Regions from separate parts of the Rattus norvegicus genome. Here region 1 is linked to region 2. The links are chromatin contacts, called in public Hi-C maps. All regions are on one chromosome and are shown on one strand. The core of a region is the stretch at or near the end of the contact, and the rest is flanking DNA. Distances in the headings are between cores, read along the strand shown.

Region 1 (2,891 bases), core at 93-2,592, 82 kb after region 2:
AGGAATAACAATTTTTTTATATTTTTTTAAAGAACTAAATTAAATAGAGAAAATTCAAAACTGAAATCTTCCTTCTATTCTTTCTTATTGCACAGTACAACCCTCTAAGGACTTCAAGGGAGACCACCATAAACTCTGTAGAACAAAGTGTAGTATTTCATTGTGAATTAGCCTTTTAAAAAGCAGAGCTCATTGTTTTAGGATTGACTGTTCCACACATCCTAAGCATGATAAGAAACTATGAAGTCAGCACTGTAGCTATTGAGAGAGAGAGCAGACAAGCTCCATCCAGAAACAAATAGATTTCCTACGGAGCTGTGATCTTGCTTATCTAGAGGAAGGTTTTGTTTGCCTGTCAATCAAGCAAAGGAGATCTTCTGGGCGCTGGCCACACCTTGGGCTGGGGAAGCCCGGAAAGGAATGTGGGAAGGAAGAGGGGAGAGGCCATTTCCTGATGGGTCAGCTGCTGGCAAGTGTCTGGACCCTGGGAAAACTGTGGTGTAAGCGTTCCTCTCCTTGGAGAGCAAGCAGAACAGCAGGAACAATAGTGTGAAATGCCGCTGGTACCTCCCAGGTCACGCCTAGAGCAGCGCGGTCCACTGGCAGCAGGTTATGCCACAACACGTCCTGGACTCCAGGCAGCCTGTTGTTTAAATCTCCCTGGGCAATCCCTCTGCCAACATGAAACACATTCTCAAGGTAATTTCTCTTCAAGGGAGACAAAGAGCAGTCAGCACTAGGTTAACAGAAAAGCCATAGCACAGGGGGAAAAGTCTTCTAAGCGTTTCAGAGTGTCATTCCCATAGCTCCTGATCAACAGTCATGTGTTTTATATCCAAAGTGATCTTTTTATGTTCGGATTAGTCTGCAGAGCATCCTCCTAAGTTAGGCTACTCAGGATCTGCAGAAAGAGTTAAAAGACCCCATTCCAAGTTCCAGGCACAGCCTTCCCATGTTCTTTAAAGGCCATGCCAAGGAAACTTACTTCTGCTGTTAATGTTCCCGCGAAAAGGTGCTCAATCATTGGAAGAATTTTTTAGCTGGGTGTGGTAGTACATGCATATAATTCCAACATTTGGAAGGTGGTGGCAGGGTCATCAGGAATTCAAGGTTATCCTGGACAACATGGGGAGTTCATGTCCAACCTAGAACATAAAATACAAAATCTGAAAAAAGCAAACAAAACTATAAAAATGAAAACAGGGACCAGCTGGATTGAGGCAGAGGAAACCCAAGATAAACCAAGAAAAAAAATCAATTTAAAAATACCTTATTCAATATTCAAGACAAGATTTCTTACTGCTTCTAGTCTATGAGACTAGCTTGGAGTAGTCTATTTCCCTCCATTCCTCTTTCACACAAGTGCAATCAGGATATTTGTCTCCTCCTGAGCACTTTGGAAGCCTCCATGTTCTTTAAATCTGGTACATTAGTGACCTCTAGAGGACAGAATTCCAATCAATGCTAGGATCAAACAATTGTTCAGTGGAGAATGGGAATTATCAAATTCATAGCTGTGAAGTACTCTTGGCTCACACAGGCACAACAGCTTTCAAAAAAAAAATCATCATTCTCCAGGTGATTCCCAAGCATCTAACACACAAAAGGTCAATTTTCTTTTAAACAGTAGGAGTTCGTTGATGGTGAAAATGTAATACCATATGGATTTATTTCTCTGGTTTTCCTACAGGTGCTTAAATTGGCCAAAACAGTGGCGATGAGCTTAAACAAATGTCTTTGGGGCTTCTCGCTAATCCTCATCCCTCAGTTCTGAACACGAGCATCCAAGAGTTCCAGGAAGAGCATCCAAAGAAGCCCTTCTTCAATCCCTTTAAGCCGATGGGGCTTTGCACTTCCCAGACAGGAGTGAAACAGCCAGACACGCTTAGCCACATTCTCCTCTACTAAGAGAACTTTCTGACAGAGCCAAAAGGGCCAAATGATATTCTCCTGGCCACAGAGTTGGGATGAGGCATATTGCGTAATGGGACTGGAACTACTTATAATGTTCTCAAGCCTGTGACATCAGGCTTGAGTCTTCTATTCAAAGACAGAGCCAGAGGTTTGAGTTATTTCACCCTTAGTAACATAGACATAGTGCTATACATCATCAGGAACAGAAGTCAGCCTAGCACTGTACCCTGTATAGTGGTTTGAAAAGGGCCTCATAGGCTCACAGTGAGTGGTAATAATGGGAGGAGTGGTCTTGTTGGAGAAGATGTGGCTTTGAAGTTTTAAGTGCTCAAACCAGACCCAGTGTCACTCTCCCTGATGCTTTCAGATTCTGATGTAATACCCTCAGTTACTTCTCCAGCACCATGCCTACCTAGATGCTGCCATGCTTCCTGCCATGATGCAAATGGACTGAACCTTTGAACTGTAAGGCAACCCTCCAATTAAATGTTTTCCTTTATAAAAGTTGTTGTGGTCATAGAGTCTCTTCACAGCAATGGACACTCAGCAATATGTGTCTATTTCAGTCTAGGTCATGGCACCATTGGATTATGGTGATCTTTCTGGTTACAGTCATCTATATTCTGGAACTTTGGAAAGTGTTGGTGGTGCTGACTGTCATTTTATAACAACTTTCTAGGCATTGTTCTCTTCATTTTATGAATAAAAAACAACTAAGGAATATCACAAGACAAGGCCAGAGAACGTAAACCTGGAAGATCTCTTCTGCTCTAAAGTGTGTTATTTCTACTTCATCAAGATGTTTGTAACAAAGAAAAGACCTCTGAATCGATGCATAAGTTACTTCATCTATTTGCTTTTAAAATCAGATGGGAAATAACATGCCTCAGGCTGCATACTTCACTGGAAGAGATAGGTCTAGTAGGGATTCTTAATTTCAAACCAGTCACTGTACAGAGTCTATAATAGCTCCCTTC
Region 2 (2,826 bases), core at 7-2,506:
TCTCTTCTACTAATCATGCTTTGACTTAGTTGTTAGCCATTGACTGAGTCATGTAATTACACCCATGGGAAACATGGGCTAGGACTGCTTTTAAATGCTGTGGACTGATTCCATAAGCTCCATTATTTATTTTAATAAAGCACGGTTCTGTTTGTTTGTTACATATATTTATTTTAATAGTAACTTAAATTATATGGACTATTTTCAATGAATGTATGTTAACCTTACAAAAAGGTTCAGTTAATTAGGTAGAGAAATGTTTGATTCTCACAGTTTGCCACATTTTTCTTCACTCCTGACTCCTCAACCTATGGAAATATTTTTAAGCATTCTCTCTCTCTCTCTCTCTCTCTCTCTCTCTCTCTCTCTCTCTCTCTCTCTCTCTCCCTGTCCCCTTCTCTCTGACTCTCAGCACACTCTGGCTGTAATTTTTATGGTTCTCCTACAATGGGAGCTTGAAAGTAAACAGTATCATCTTATCATTTATACTTCAATTAGATATCATAATGATAGGATTTCCTGTGAAGGTCATTTGGAGATATCAAATTAATGTAGTTTTAGCTTGTTCCACCCAAAATACTGCCAAGGTTTCTTTGGAGGCTTGTTGCCTGCATGAGTCAATGATTTAGTGTTATGTGGGTGGGGGAATTGTACTTCAAGATTTCTTGGCTTAGATATTAAATCATGATCAGACACACTCTGGGTGACATTTTCTCTTCTTTATTCCCACATAAAACTCCCACTGAAGTGACAGAAAAGACTCATGTGTGGAGGAGACTCACTTGGTATTTGTGTAGGTTCTTTAACCAGCAAAAAAAGAGGTAATTCGTTTTCTGTCTGTTCACCCCAAATCAAAGCCTGTAGTCAACCCTTCTGGCCTTAAGAACTCACAGCTAAGAAGCAAGAAGGGTGAGCATCGCACATGCTCTACACCACCGGGCATACATCCTCTATTAAAACAATGTGGTTCTTCTAGAATTTAACAGTACACAGCAATTAATGCAAGCTAAGCTCAATATGGCAAAATCCCACGCAGCCTGAAAACTCAGTGGTAGGAACTGAAGTTGAAGTCTGATCAGTTGACAGGTGACTCAATACTGAAATTTAATTGTGCTTGCTGTTTGCCAGTAACCGTAAGCTGGTACTTATGACAGCCTTGTCGTGCTGGTTCACCAGCATTTTTCAGCTGGGAAAGTAGCTGCCTGGACTACACAAGCTGTGCTCCAGGAGAAGAGGTGTATCATCATTGACATTTTGGACAAGCCTTTGGCATTTCATTCCCTTGGAACAGCATATGAGAGCATGACACTCTGTGAAAAGACATGGGTCATGGTGATGAAATGCTGGCCCTCCTCCAATATTTCAAGTGGTTTACACCCAGTATCGACTAGAAGGGCATTTGTTCACACATTATGGTGACATCCTCAGTTTAGGAGAGTCTGGGAAGATACCGCCTTTTACTCATGCACTCATAAACATTTTCAAATACAAAACTTGATAGTTAAGTCCCATAATACTTCTCCCAGAAATGCAAATGGTGAGATGAATCAATGGACTGAAGATTAGTGACTTACATGAGTAAATAAGATTTAACATGCCAATTTTAAGTCATAGAGTATGGAAAATTTTGTAGGATAAGAGTACCAATGTATTCTTGAATTAAGCCTTTGATGTTTTGTGGTGTTAACATTTTTAAATGAACATAATCCTCAAAGTCACCAAGAAATCTCTAAATGTTATCTCATCCTTTCCAACAGCCTCTGCTTTCTCCAAAACTACAGACAAAATGCTGAGAGACAAAAGGTTGGGTATATATTTTAGTATGTTATATTTTTGTCCCCTACAAGAAATTAATTACAGAAGAGAGAATAAATCAATAGTCAAAGGCAGACGCCTAAAAGAGTTGGTAGGCTAAATAACCAAAAACAAAAGGAGCCATTAAAGAAGTTGCTTCCATATGAAGGGTGGGGAGTATCTAAAATGTTCCACAAAGTTCTTAATTAATTGGCTCTCTGCTACAATTACCGATTTAACAACATATAAATTATGAGTGACTCAGTTTTCTCATCACTGTGAGAAAATTCCTGAGCAAACAAACAAACAAGCGAACAAATAAATACCCATCACATCACGGAGCCCGGGCTCAGCAGATAGATCTACACCATAGATCCTGCATCTGAAGTTCAAGGAGCATCATAGAAGAGGGGTGGAAACATGGTAGAAACCAGAAAAGTCTGCTGTGAAACAGTCTGTCCTGGAAACAGTGGCAGAACCAAGAGCAGAGGAATAGCAACATCAATGGCCATGTCAACATGAAAGAGGCAATTTTTATCAGGGTTCCAGCTGCAAAAACTTCAGGCAATTAACTGGGAGAAGGAGAAGCAGCCTTTCCCAGAGATGATCTCCCTGATTGGTTGTCCAGTGCACAGTGGAAACCCCTGAAACCAGATGCACACAAGCAACAAATTTTGACTCAGCATGTTGTATTTCTATATGCACACATGTGCACACACACACACACACACACACACACACACAAGAAAAGGAATCTATCAACTTGAAAGAGAGACAGCATGGGACAGGTTCAAGGGAGGTTAGTTGGGAGGTAATGGAGGAAGGAAATGGAGGGAGATGCTATGTAATTCTATTCCAACTATGAATATATTTTTTAAATGCCTTAAACTCCAAAGCATAGACTTTGCTAGCAGCTTCAGAGGCAGGGTAGTGATGGTAAGGAATAACTTACATGGTCTCCAGGAAGCAGGCAGTGAGTTAATGCTTGTGCTAATGGCTTTTCCTTTTGTTCCATTATCATATAGGATTCTG

Evidence for each region. Hi-C and Micro-C count contacts between places; a contact is called where the count stands out from the background.
Region 1: a contact with region 2 is called in a Hi-C map of liver, with 2.3 times the contacts expected there. The contact joins two enhancer-like sites. A contact is called at or near these places in 4 of 12 Hi-C or Micro-C datasets (frontal cortex, liver, mammary epithelial cells and 1 more).

What each region holds. Positions count from the first base shown.
Region 1 is chr2:44,299,384-44,302,274 of GRCr8, forward strand. No RefSeq gene overlaps it. Among named protein-coding and RNA genes, the nearest start is that of Pgk1l1, 190 kb to the right of the region's middle. Within about 2 kb of position 1,343, at least 13 of the 93 cell types and tissues checked have an H3K27ac peak or open chromatin away from gene starts, as enhancers often do.
Region 2 is chr2:44,217,940-44,220,765 of GRCr8, forward strand. No RefSeq gene overlaps it. Among named protein-coding and RNA genes, the nearest start is that of Pgk1l1, 270 kb to the right of the region's middle. Within about 2 kb of position 1,257, at least 15 of the 93 cell types and tissues checked have an H3K27ac peak or open chromatin away from gene starts, as enhancers often do.